2 separate regions of the Mus musculus genome follow, and region 1 is linked to region 2. A link is a contact called in public HiCAR-type data. All regions are on one chromosome and are shown on one strand. The core of a region is the stretch at or near the end of the contact, and the rest is flanking DNA. Distances in the headings are between cores, read along the strand shown. Region 1 has its middle 27 kb from the start of Gm33624. Region 2 has its middle 20 kb from the start of Mdm1.

Evidence for each region. HiCAR-type assays count read pairs that join an accessible place to other places.
Region 1: a HiCAR-type map of fibro-adipogenic progenitors shows a contact between it and region 2, with 2.9 times the contacts expected there. The contact joins two enhancer-like sites.

Annotation. Positions count from the first base shown.
Region 1 is chr10:118,977,146-118,983,553 of GRCm38.p6, forward strand. No RefSeq gene overlaps it. Among named protein-coding and RNA genes, the nearest start is that of Gm33624, 27 kb to the right of the region's middle. Within about 2 kb of position 4,491, at least 22 of the 459 cell types and tissues checked have an H3K27ac peak or open chromatin away from gene starts, as enhancers often do. A contact at or near this core is called in fibro-adipogenic progenitors, where this site is marked.
Region 2 is chr10:118,118,319-118,124,840 of GRCm38.p6, forward strand. No RefSeq gene overlaps it. Among named protein-coding and RNA genes, the nearest start is that of Mdm1, 20 kb to the right of the region's middle. Within about 2 kb of position 3,178, at least 117 of the 459 cell types and tissues checked have an H3K27ac peak or open chromatin away from gene starts, as enhancers often do. A contact at or near this core is called in fibro-adipogenic progenitors, where this site is marked.

The DNA.
Region 1 (6,408 bases), core at 3,241-5,740, 860 kb after region 2:
CTTTGCTAAAGGATGAAAACCGCCAAGTACCTTAGGGTACGAGCCCAACGCTCGTGAGACCCTAAGGCTGAGAGACTCATGTTTCCTTTCCAGCTGATCCAGGTTAGAGTTTGCCTTCAAGAGGAATTGGTGTGGCTTTGCAAGTCAGGACGCAAGGGGAAGTAGTTGCTATTTCCAGAGGCGGTTGCAGGCAGATGTTAGGGACAGGGCAGAGATTTTCTGTAGCTTCCAGAGAACTTTCCAGAGCTGCCTGCTTTGGCCCAGCAGATGAGGTTTCTCTAAGCCTCCTGAAAAGTGGAGCAGCAACCAGGCAAGCCACCAAGATGAGCCTACTCACTTAAACCATCATTGATTGAAACTGTGACCTCCAGCACAGGCATCCTTGTCCCCCTCTCTGCATCCCACAGTGTCACTGAAACCCCAAGTTCTCTATTTAACCCTTTGTGTCTGGCACACAGAAACTGCCTTCTATTCTCAGAACTCTGCCTGCATCACATGTGTGAGACCACATGTAACATCATTTTAACCTTTGGGTTTGTTTGGTTGGTTTTTTTCTTCTTAGAAATGAGAAGATATTAAACAGATCATCCACAGATGGAATCAAATTTTGTTTTCTGTAACATTTGAGGTGTTCCTGACTGGAAAGCTCGGTGTTAGCATTAGGAGACTTTGAATGTCCTCCAGTGAACTCTTATAGAAAGCACCTACACGGAGTTAGATTATGATGCATTTGCAGTTCAGGGCAGGCAGAAATGAGAAGTGAGCACAGTCAGGCAGAGATCGCACAGCCCCAGGGAACTTGAGCTACAAGCTGCTCACACAGCATCCTCCTAAGAATTTGCAAATTCTGTCTTATTCAAATCCTTAACCTGAGAATCCAAAGCTATAAGTGTTAGGCCCTGGAGCCTCGGATACCTGACCTTCAGCAAGGTGGGCTGGAATTGGGAGGTGCACTCTGACCCAAAGACTAGAGGAAAGATACAACTGTACGCCTCGGAATTGGTGGGACGCATTAGCATCAGAGGACAGCACACAGCGTGCATGGGGTCTGAGTTTCCTACTATGAAGGCTGCTAAGAGCGCGACCTTCAGATTCACTGATGTAGAACCAGCCAAGTTATCAAGAGTTGCAGCTTCTTTGCTGGCTGTGGTGGGACCCAGAAAACTCTCCACATTCACTGTCTGAGCCCCCTTTAGGCATTTCCGGTTCGAAGGGCTTTTACTGCCTTGGGCGTTGTCTTTGCTGTTCTGTCTCACAGGCATCCACAGCCTGTGCACCTGGTGCTGTCTGGCGCACGTGTGCTTGCCTTGCTTGGATGGCTGCTCCCTCAGGAAGCTTTCTTGACGGGGATCTAGCCCATGCACCTCCCTTCTCGGTCCTTCTACAGCTCCTCAACTAGTGGCTGCTACTTCCTTATTGCCAAGTGTTGCCCTTAGCCCTGAACTGTGTTATCTCAGCTCTTACAGCTTCCCAGGAGAGGGCTCAGAGGAAAACCTGGAGACAGAAAGGTTCAACATCTTGCTTGTGTCAGAAGCTGGAAAGATTTGGGGTCAGGACTCTGGAGGTCAGAACTTACTCTCTGGAGTCCTGTTATTACCCGGGCTTGTTTTGTGATGATCCTACCAAACTGAGCTCAGAAAAAGAAAGAAAGAAAGAAAGAAAGAAAGAAAGAAAGAAAGAAAGAAAGAAAGGAAGGAAGGAAGGAAGGAAGGAAGGAAGGAAGGAAGGAAGGAAGGAAGGAAGGAAGGAAGGAGAAAAGAAGAAGAAGGAGAAGGAGAAGGAAAAGAAGAAGAAGAAGAAGAAGAAGAAGAAGAAGAAGAAGAAGAAGAAGAAGAAGAAGAAGAAGAAGAAGAAGAAAGAAAGAAAGAAATTATACTGAAAGCTTATGTGACAAGGATTATTTATTTCATGTCCTGTTTCCAGTTCTCATCTCATCTCAGTTGAGACTGTCACTGTCCCCATTTTGCAGATGAGAATGGAAGCTGCTCCTTTGCCCCACCTTCTCAACTCCTCTGATGTGTTCTGAATGTCCCCAGTGTTCTGAATGTCCCGTGTTCTGAATGTCCCCTGTGTGTGAAGGCTCTAAGACAGAAAAGACCCAGCAAAAGCCAAGAACTGCAGCCTCAGTCCCACTAAGTACTAAGTCACAGGGGACCATGCTGGAGACCAGAACAGCCTTCTTCAGCAAGGGGCCACCTCTCGCAGCACAATGAGAGGTCGCTTCTTCCTGACCTCAGGACCATGACAGCTGGCTTGGGAAGAGGCTACAGCAAAGAAGCAGACCTTCAACAAGGCTCAGCTGCCAAAGTCGGAAGTCGGAAGCCGTGACCCCTCCCTGGGGCCTGGAAAGCTGAGACACAGCTGGGCTCCTTCTGCGCTGGCTTTGGGTCACACCTGGGGCTGCGCAAGCAGGAGACCCTTGCGCATGCGCTGAAGAGAGACGAGCACTCCTGCTGCGACAGGCAGGTAGCCAAGTCTCCACTAGGGGTAGGAGAAAGACTAGCTCTGTGCTCTTCGAAGCAATAGAAGTTCTCCCAAGCCTCTGGGGAGAAGGAAACATTTCTGTGGTGTTGGGGCTCCACGTGGGGGTGAAACTCAGGCTGAATATCAGGAATGGTTAAAGCACATGGGTCCTTGAGACTGGTCTCAGCAGAGAGCAAAAGGTTGGTGGGCTCAGAAGTAAAGAGAATAAAGCAAGCAAAGACCGGCCCTCATTCATAACACAGGCCACTGCTTTCATACTTTACCATATGTGTGTGCTGAACCAAAAATCGTATCCACACATTTATAAAGGCCTCGTCTAGAAAGCCAGAGGCGGAGGAACCTGAGGAGCATCAAGTGATGTGAAGACCAGAAAAACATGGCGTGAGCACACAACACGGCATTACTTGGTTATGAGGATGACTGAGGAACTGTCGGTGCTACGGGATAGGTAAAATTGAAAATGGTGTCAAAAGAAGGAAGTTGTACTAGGACTGTTCGTGTCATCTGGTTCCATTTATATGAGATGGTCACAACAGGAAAATCTGTCAGGCAGGGCATGAAATCGCTGCCTCAAACCTCAGACCCAGGCAGGTTGGGGAGACGGGAGAGGCAGCTAAAGTATATTCCTTTCCTTTTGGGTGTGGCGCTAATGTGCTAGAATTAACTGTGGTGGTGTTTGCATATGCTTCGAGCGTGTACAACTCACCCAGTTACACACCTTAAATGGATGCATTGCACGGTGTTCTGATTATGTCTCGAAAAGCTGTTTTAGAATACTGAAGGATGCTGACCAGAGTACAACTGACCCCAGCCTCATCCCCTCTCCAAGGTTCCTGGGAATGCTGTCAGAGCCAAGCATAGGAGGCCACTGGGGTACGCAAGCAAAGGTATTCACAACAGGAGTGAACATTTCAAAACACACAAAGAAAAGTTATAGGTGACAGAGGTGTCCCCCAGTTAGAGGTGCCCCCCTGTTACCCCACACAGATGGCAAACCTCAGAACTCCTTAAAATACTTTCTCCAGATGTCAAATTGTAAGACTCTTTAAAGAATGCTCCTTTCTTCTCCCTCTCCCTCCTCCTTTCCTCTCATCTCCTTCTCCTTCTCTATATATGAATTATGTACATTTTCATGTATACATTGTCCTATTGCTGCCTACATTCTCAGACACATCTCTGCTTAGATTACCTTAAGTCTGGTTGAACACTTGCAAGAAGGAAGTCCTCACGTCCCACGGTCTCCATCACCTTGTCCCATAACTCCTTATTTCTCCTCCCAGGGCAGAGCAATCCTTTGGGACTTTTCAACAATCCCAAAAACAATCCATGAACAATTCCATTGGGCTGTAAATCTCAATCGCTGCTCACCACTGCCGTTTTTGCCGTCCTGTTGAAAGGGCGCTTATCTTGCTCCTTGATTGTTACAATAGCCTTCTACCTGCTAACCTTCCTTCCGCTCATCCCTACTTTGGGTCTATTTGTCCACACTGCAGTTTTAGCACTCCTGTAATACTAAGCCAGCTCATGAGCCAGACGGTGGTGCTGTATGCACTCGAGGATCTTGCTGCTCCTTCTATCTGGAAGGCTTAGCCCCCAGAGGTCCACACCATTCATGTGTCCTCTTTCTGGTCTTGCTCAGATGTTGTCTTAGCGAGATATTTTACCATTACACAATATTACATGATTTACTTCTCCCTTTGTCTCCTATCTACCCAGCTTTTCATCAGATACCCTCTGATACATATACTACTACATGTATTGTCCATTTCTCTACACAAGAATGTAGGTCAGTGAAGACTCAGACCTTGGAAATTTTGTTCATTAATAAGATCCCTAAGCACACAATTTACACTTTAAAAAAAACCTTTGTTCAGTAGATGAATAACTTCTAACTTGATCCCAGATGACATCCACAAATTACGTCACTCACTCTTGTTTCCCAGATGAGGAAACAGAGACTTGCAGTGGTTACGTAATGATTGAAGGCCTGCACACCCTTCCTCGGGGGACACTTCCTTATTGCCCATGGGCTACATGAATGAGTCTGTCATTGTCGGATGGACTCACTCTCCTTAGATGACGAAACTTGTCCCCAGATGACAGATTGCTCTCAGAAACAGTTCAGCCAGAACTCAAACAGGTCTAGTTGAGATTTCCACAATGTTCCAAGACCCCCCACACACACACCCATTATTCAATCTTGTTCTGGGGCCTGTGCAGCTAATTGAAAGTACTTAAAGGATTCCAATTTTGCATTGCAAGCAAAAATCTGTGCTGTACAACAAACCCACCAATACCTGTAGACGCTCTGAGCACCAGAGAATTGCAGAGTTCCCTCCTCTAGTCTACCCAGGCAGGGTATGATGCTAGTGTGGCTTCTTTTTGTTTTATTCAGTCAGATTGTTCTCTTCTGAGCCAGGGTGAGGTGGGACTGTCACCAGCACTGACTGTCAGCCAGCAGAGAAGTGAATAAGCCACTGAAAAATGTCGCCCCTGTTCTTTCTCCTCCCCCTGCCTCTGCATCTACTTCTCAATCTGCTCTATGACATCTCAATAACCACCCTGTTACTGGTAGAGTTCCCACAAAGCTGCAGGCAGCCCCTTTCCTGAAAAGCTTGGTGCTATTATTTGTCTGTGCCCTAATCCCTCGCTATTGGGGCCTTTTCCTTTTCTGTAAAAAAAATAAAAATAAATAAACAAACAAAAATAAAAATAAAAACAAAAACAAAAGGTCCCATTTCCTCTTAGTATAGAATCCCGTTTGTGTGGCTGGTAATGATTCAGAAATCATTATGGTTAATTTTCAAAGGAGTAATGAAAAAAAATTTTTTTTGCTTTTCTGCCAATCTTTATTTTCTTTCTTGTTTACCACTTCCTTGTTTGGCTTTTTAAAGTTATTCTTCACGAGAGTGGTTCTAATTCCACTAAGATTCAATGAAAGTCTCACAGGAGCATCATACGGAGTATTTTAGAGTTCTGCGTGTATCAAGAAGACCTCATGGCGCTGTCCTTGTGGCTGAAAACTGCTTCCATTCAGGTCTGAGGGACTAAACCACTCTAGACTGGGAAAACGGGTCCTGCTTCTCTGAGAAAGGCTGTGTCCAAGCCGAGCACAGATTGGATAAGGATTTGGTCTCCCCTTGGGTGGGAGGAGGACTCACTAGAGCCGTGCAGAAGCCCCGCCCACCCTACCGCTGAGGACTTTTGGATCTCCAGATCCCTGAGGATAAATGAAGGATCCCAGACTCTGCTCCTGCATGTGGCTAACAGAGCTGCGGCTCTCACCAACTGTCCAATCATCTCTGTAATCATGGCGGTACTTTGCTGCCTGGTCTACCCAGAGTGCTTTCCAGTGAGTAGACAGCTGTAATAAGTCCAGTCAGCCCAGGGGAAGATCGCATCCTCTAACCAGAACAGCACAGGGTCCATAAGGGAGGGAGAAAGTCCGGGAAACTATCAATATCTCCGGGCACTAAAAAGATGTGGAGCTTTTTTCTACACGGCTAACTGGAAAATGCACAGTACTGAACCATGAAAATGAGTATCAAAGGTTCTAAGACGTTCTGATCCTTTCCCCTAGAATATCAAATAAATCCAAAGGAAAAGGTAAATGCCTTTGGCTCTCAGGTCCTATAAACCTACTTTCGGTCTTTTCCAGAGTGGCACAGTGCTCCAACATAGAGGTTTTTGTCATCCTGGAACATGCCCAAAATAGAAAACATGAATGCAGATGTTCTGACCCATCAGGTGGTTTGCCGGGTATGATATCCTGAAATTTGACTTCATTTTCTAACCGTAATAATATAATTATATAATTTTTCTATAATTTTTTTAAAAATTCTGTTTATTTTATATGTATGGGTGTTTTGTCTGCGTGTACATGTACCCTGTGTGTGGATTGTCCTCACAAGCCGGAAGACAGCA
Region 2 (6,522 bases), core at 1,928-4,427:
GTCCTGCTGTGTTCTGTGTTCCATGGTGTAGATAACTGCTAGCTTCCTGGGTTTGAAAACCATATCAGTGTGAGGTCTTGTCTTGTCTTGTCTTGTCTTGTCTTGTCTTTTCTTTTCTTTTCTTTTCTTTCCTTTCCTTTTCTTTTCTTTTCTCTTTTCTTTTCTTTCCTTCCCTTTCTTTTCTTGTTTTCTTTTCTTTTCTTTCTTTTTTTTTTGGTTTTTCGAGACAGGGTTTCTCTGTATAGCCCTGACTGTCCTGGAACTCACTATGTAGACCAGGCTGGCCTTGAACTCAGAAATCCACCTGCCTCTGCCTCCCGAGTGCTGGGATTAAAGGTGTGCGCCGCCACGCCTGGCTCTTTTTCTTTTTAAAGAGTTAATTTAAAAAAAATTTATTTATTTTATGCATATGAGTACACACCAGAAGAGGGTGTCAGATTCTATTACAGATGGTTGTGAGCCACCATGTGGTGGCTGGGAACTGAACTCAGGACCTCTGGAAGAGCAGTTAGTGCTCTTAACCTCTGAGCCATCTCTCCAGCCTGTGTGAAGTATTTTTAGTCTTACTTAATCGTAGTCTTTGGTTTCCTTGGAAACATCTTTTGAACCTAATAATGTTCTGTAGAATATAATAATAAAAATAGTAATGATAATTTACTTACAGTAGTTAAATGAATTCTTGGACTTATCTCACAAGGTAGGTTCTCTCTGTCTCTCTCTCTCTGTGCATGTGTGTGTGCGCGTGCGAGAGTTTGTGTGTGTGTGTGTGTGTGTATGTGTGTGTGCGTGCACATTTCTGGGTAGACCAGAGGATGACATTAGGTGCCTTTCTCGATAATCAAAGTACAATTGGTTCTGTTATAATTAATTTTGTGTGGGGTGTGTGTATTAACGTGAGTGCATGTGCAGACTTCAGGATGCGGAAGTCACCTTCATGTGTCTTCCTCAGTCACTGTCTACCTTACTGTTTTGAATCTGAGTCTCTCATTGAATTTGGAACCTATCAATTTGTTTAGGCTGACTGGCCAACGAGTTTTAGGGGCCTGCCTGTTTCTGCTCCCCTTAGCTGGTATTGTTGGGGTTGTAGATAACAGAACACAAAACTTGGCTTTCACACAGGTTCTAGGGACTTGAGCTCAAGCCCCCATGCTTGTGTGACAGTCACCTTACTGACTGAGCATCCTCCCAGCCCGTGTGTACTGTTTTTATGCCCATACTACAGATGAGAAGACAGGGGCTGGTGGAGACCAGTGATCATACGGGTAGCATAGCACAACCAGGATTCCGGGTCAGGCCCATGGCTCTGTCATATGGTTCTTCACTGCTAAAGCCCACAGCTCAGCAAACACTGTTTCAACTACAGATCAGTGGAGGCAGAACACCACTGATCTGACTCCCAGCTAAAGATCTGAGAGAATGCCACAACCCTCTTGCCCCTTGAAAGACTCAGCAGGAATCTATGAGAAAAAGGGAAGCTCTCTCCACCCCTACTTCATTATGGTGATGCATTATTGCTTCCCATGTGGCTAAATGATTTCTACTCCCTTCAGGTTATGAAGCATAAGAAAGGAGGATACTTAAGAGAGGAAGACCAAGCATTTTGGTTTTGAGGGTAGTGGTGGAAGAGGGGATTTTTATAAGCTACTTAGGATTTTTCACTTGTCTACACCTGCCCGCCTAAATGCTGAGTTACTGGGGTCGATGCTCTCCGTTCCTGTTCCAAGCACCTGGTGCCAGCGTTGAACCTGGAAGTCCTACTTCTGTGATCTCACACTGGGCTCCCATCACCCACCCCTCTTCATGGTGGGCTTTGGGACAGCTTCTAACACTACCTCCCTGAAGGGCTTTACCAATGAAAGAGTTATGCTTAGTGAAGTGTAGTAGCGCACACTTATAATTCTAGCACTCTGAAGGGTCACCCAGAGTTCTGGGCTAGCTTGGGCTACAAAGTGTGGGGCCTGTCTCAAATCAAAAAAATAAAAACAATAACTAGGGCATGGTGGTGCACACCAGTAATCCCAACGCTCTGGAGATAGAGGCTGGAGAATCATTATGCTCAATATTACCCTCTGTCATTCTCAGCTAATTGAGATCTTGAGAGAGAGAGAGAGACAGAGACAGAGAGAGACAGAGAGAGACAGAAACAGAGAGATAGACAGACAGACACACACAGAGAGACACAGAAAGAGACAGAGACACAGAGACACACACAGAGAGACAGAGACACACAGAGACAGAGGCAGACAGACAGACAGACAGACACACACACACACACACACACACATGGGGGTGGGGGAGAGGGAGGAAGACTAGGACCTTATATGTTTAACCTGAAATGAGCTGGATAAATACCAGCTCAATTTAGGTCTTATTAGAATGTTCTGGAAGCCCTGTTGCCTTATAGTTGACACCTTCCGTGAATGGGAAGCTAATGGATTCTTTCATAAATCGAGGGTGATAGACATAGAAATGAGACTGACTCATGCTTGTCTTACCATCTTTTGTTTTGCTATTCCAGGTGAGATAGATTTCAGTGAACCAGATGGACCCATTGAGAGAGGTAACAGCCACCGATTAGCTCACTCCCTAGGGAAGAAGCAGGTGACAGGATTTAGGTAGGAAAAAGAGCCCGAGAACAAAAGGTGGTGTCATTACTTGGAACCACGGTGCTGTTTGGGTTCCATCAGCTCCAGTTTCCCAGGCAGGTCCCTCATGAGGATAATTCTGCCCACTTCACTTCCTTAAGAGGTTCTGAGCTCTACATGGGGGCAGCTCTGTATGTTGGTTGCTTTCTGAGACTTGTTCAATCCCCCTGAGCTACGCCCGCTCTGTAAAATCCGAGAGTAGAAACACAGTTGTGCCGTACGGTAATTTAATGAAAGGCTACACTTCAGGAGACGAAATGTTGCTGGGTCCCTTTGTGTCTGTGTTGGTTGTGTAACAAAGGAAGATGACTCACACGCAGTTCGGTCCTCTGGGACCAGCCAGAGTCTTGATTACATCTTGGTTCCTGCCTGTCTTGTGGAGCAAACACTTGGACAGTCAAAGACCCAGGAGGACGGCAATGATTACCTTTAACAATTCCTGGTCCCTGGGTTGAACTTGACTATTGGTTTTTATGACAGAGACCACACCAGTGTCAGACCAGAGGTAGACAGCGTCTTTCCGATTTCTCTAAGATAAATAAAAGATAGGATTCCGCCTCAGCGTGGGAAAGCCGTTCCAAAGAAATCAGGCAGGGATGGTTATCTTGACGGCAGCCATCGAAAGGAAATGGTTGCTGTGTTGCTAATCCCCAGGACTGAGAGAAAAGAAATACGCGAAGCTTTCAGAGTGTTAAACAAACAAACACGCCATCCCTGTACCATGGCCAGTCCGGGTGTCCATTACGACGTAAATGATTGATAGTAATATTTCACAAGGTTCATGATGCTGCGTGTATCAAGTTCCTAGGCTTAAACATCAGGTACACTCTGTTCTGGAGAGCTAGCCAGTCCAGGTTTAGAGTATGACGTAAATGATTGGTAGCGGTATTTGATGAGGTTCATTATGGGATGTATAAATCAAGCTGACACATCAGCTTCACTCTATTCTGGAAAGCTGCAAAGTCAAAGCTACGTGATAAGAAAGCGCCAGAGAGGGACCATCTGTTGGCTATTAGCGCGTTTCTTTTGAACGTACTGTACAAGCTGCGCGCAGGTACAGAGAGTGCATTTGCAGAGATTAAAAACCATGGTTACACTAGCGCACACCTGTCTCTGGGGAGCCTCTTTTGTAATGCGCGTCTGTTTCCTGTGGCTGTTGGGCTTACCCTGACATCTGCCTGCAGAGTGTGTGTGCCGTTTTGAGTCTCTTCTGGGGCGATGGAGACTGTAGGGTCTGTTGAGGCAGTATAAATGCTAGAGGCCGGTCTAGAATGTGCGAGTCAGCTCCAACATCCCTTCACAGGGAGATGTTGTAGCATGATACATAGTTGCCTCCTGTTTAAAGCATCCTGTTTGCCTTTCAAAATCAAGTCTCCAGCCTTCCACCCATATGGAATCTATCCGAACCTACAAAAACATTCAAATACCGATGACTCAGGAATAATATTTTTAAAGTAACAATGTTTCTTAATTTCTCCCTTCATTTTAAGAGAATCCCTACAGTTAGCAAAGATAACCATTGTTCAAGACTTTGAAACTAGGGTTTCCAGGCCTCCATGAAGCAAGAAGCAAGCAAGGCAGACTCCCAGAGGGCTGGTCTTCCCCTGGGCACGGTTTTCTAAGATAGGGAGTCTCTGCTTTCCCATCTTGCCTAGCAAAAGTCAGGAGATACTAATTCCTACTTGGGTGACAGGAAAATGACAGAGCTGTGTGACTCACTGACAGGGCCTATAGTCTCTGTTTCACAGGCAGGAGGTGACGAGTGTGAGGAGTCCAGCCTTTGGGCTGTAACCTTGGGTTCCAAAATGGGCAGCTCAGGCAGCAATGCAGGAGTTAGATCCCCACATTTGCTACCGATGAGTGAGGACTCGGGGTTCAGGTAGGTGTGGACGGGCTGCCACTTGGTGGTGGGGGGGGTGACATCTGACTCAATAAGGACATTGGTTACCATGGAGACTGATTTGTACATATTCCAAACTGTTCCTGATGAGCAATGAAGCAATGAGGATATGAACACTGCAGAGTGAGACACATCTCACGCGTGCCTTCTCGGGCAGGATGGTTGCCAATTCGAAGGGTTACTAATCTCATCGCAGCCTGGCTGGCTCAGAGTAATCCCAATGACTTCATTTACAAGCTGGGGACAAGGGTGTGTGTGGGTGATTTGTTTAGCATCGGAGATATACAGGAAGGACAAATTGCATCTTAATGCAATCTCTGTCTTAGGGTTTCTCTGCTGTGACCAAGGCAACTCTTATAAGGACAACATTTAATTGGGGCAGCTTATAGGTTCAGAGGTTCAATCCTATTATCAAAGTGGGAGCATGGCAGCATCCAGGCAGGCATGGTGAAGTTCTACATCTTCGTCTGAAGGCTGCTAGTGGAAGACTGACTTCCAGGCAGCTAGGATGAGGGTCTTAAAACCCCTCAGTGACTTTGACACATCTACTCCAAAAAGGCCAAACCTCCTAATAGTGCCACTCCCTGGGCCAAGTATATTCAAGCCTTGATATTCTCCTTATTCCTTTCAGTTTACAATACGGAAACACAGCTACTTTACGCTGCTGGGAGAGCAGGAGTCCTTGGATTTTTTTTTTTTTTTCATGCTTTAGCCTTTCTGGACTCTATCTGGCTACACCCCTCCCTCCCGGCCCCCGCTCCGCCCCATGTCTCAGTCTGTGAGGATCACTTATGGTTGGTGGTTAATCACGGGCAGCTGATGTGACCTCTCCAGGCCTCAGTTTTCTCAGCTGTAAAATGCAGATAGTAGTGTTTCTACTTCCTGGAATTATTGTGAGAACAAAGCAAATTAATAGATATAAAATTCTTTGCAACAGATTTCAGTAGGTGCTGTGCTGTAATATTATCATTATTGAGCTGGAGAGATGGCTCAGTGGTTGAAAGTACCGATTTCTCTTCCAGACATCCTGAGTTCAATTCCCAGCAACGCTCACAACCATCTGCCATGAGATCGAATGGCTTCTTCTGGTGTGTCTGAAGACAGCGACAGTGTACTCACATATATAAAATAAATCTTAAAAAAAAAAGACTTCTTTAAGAAATATTATCATTATTACCATCAAAGTATGCTGAGTTTATTCCCAATCTTTTTAATTAAAAATTTTATTATTATCTTATGTGTTTGGGTGTTTTATCTGCATGTATGTCTATACCACATAGGTGCTTGGTGCCCAAGGAAGCCAGAAAGGGTGAAGACTCCCTGGAACTGGAGTTATAGACAGTTGTGAACCATCATATGGGCACTGAGAATTGGATCTGCACCCTTTCAAAGAGCAGTCAGTGCTCTTAGTCACGGAGCCACCTCTCGGGACCCTCTTTCCTAATATTCGTGACTTTTCCAGGTGCGCTACAGTGGGGGTTGAAGAGAGGCTATGAAGTGTAGACCGCTTCCCAAGCTTCCAGGAGCCTATGATATGCACAATAGCACCTCCACAGAGGGACTCTGAGCAGCTACGACGTGTAAGCAGGGCAGAGGTTGGGTAATGTTGTGGAAAGAATGAGGTCAAGTGGGTTTTTGCACCTTAGGCGACAATGGAAGTTGACACGAACTGAAAACCAGGTAGACTGAGATAGGAGGAAGAATGAAGATGTTGATTCGGATTTCAACATGTAAGAAACAGGTAGGTCAGAAAGTGAGAATGGTATTGGGGCAGAGGATAACAGGGTGGGAAAGGGGGAGTTGGGTATTATTATTATTAATTATTTTATTATTACTATTGGGGATAAAACACAGAGTCTCACACACACTTAGCAAGCACAATAACACTAACCTATACCCCAAACCCCCTTTTTAAAAAAAAGATTTATTTATTTTATGTATGTGATTACACTGTAGCTGCCTTCAGACACACCAGAA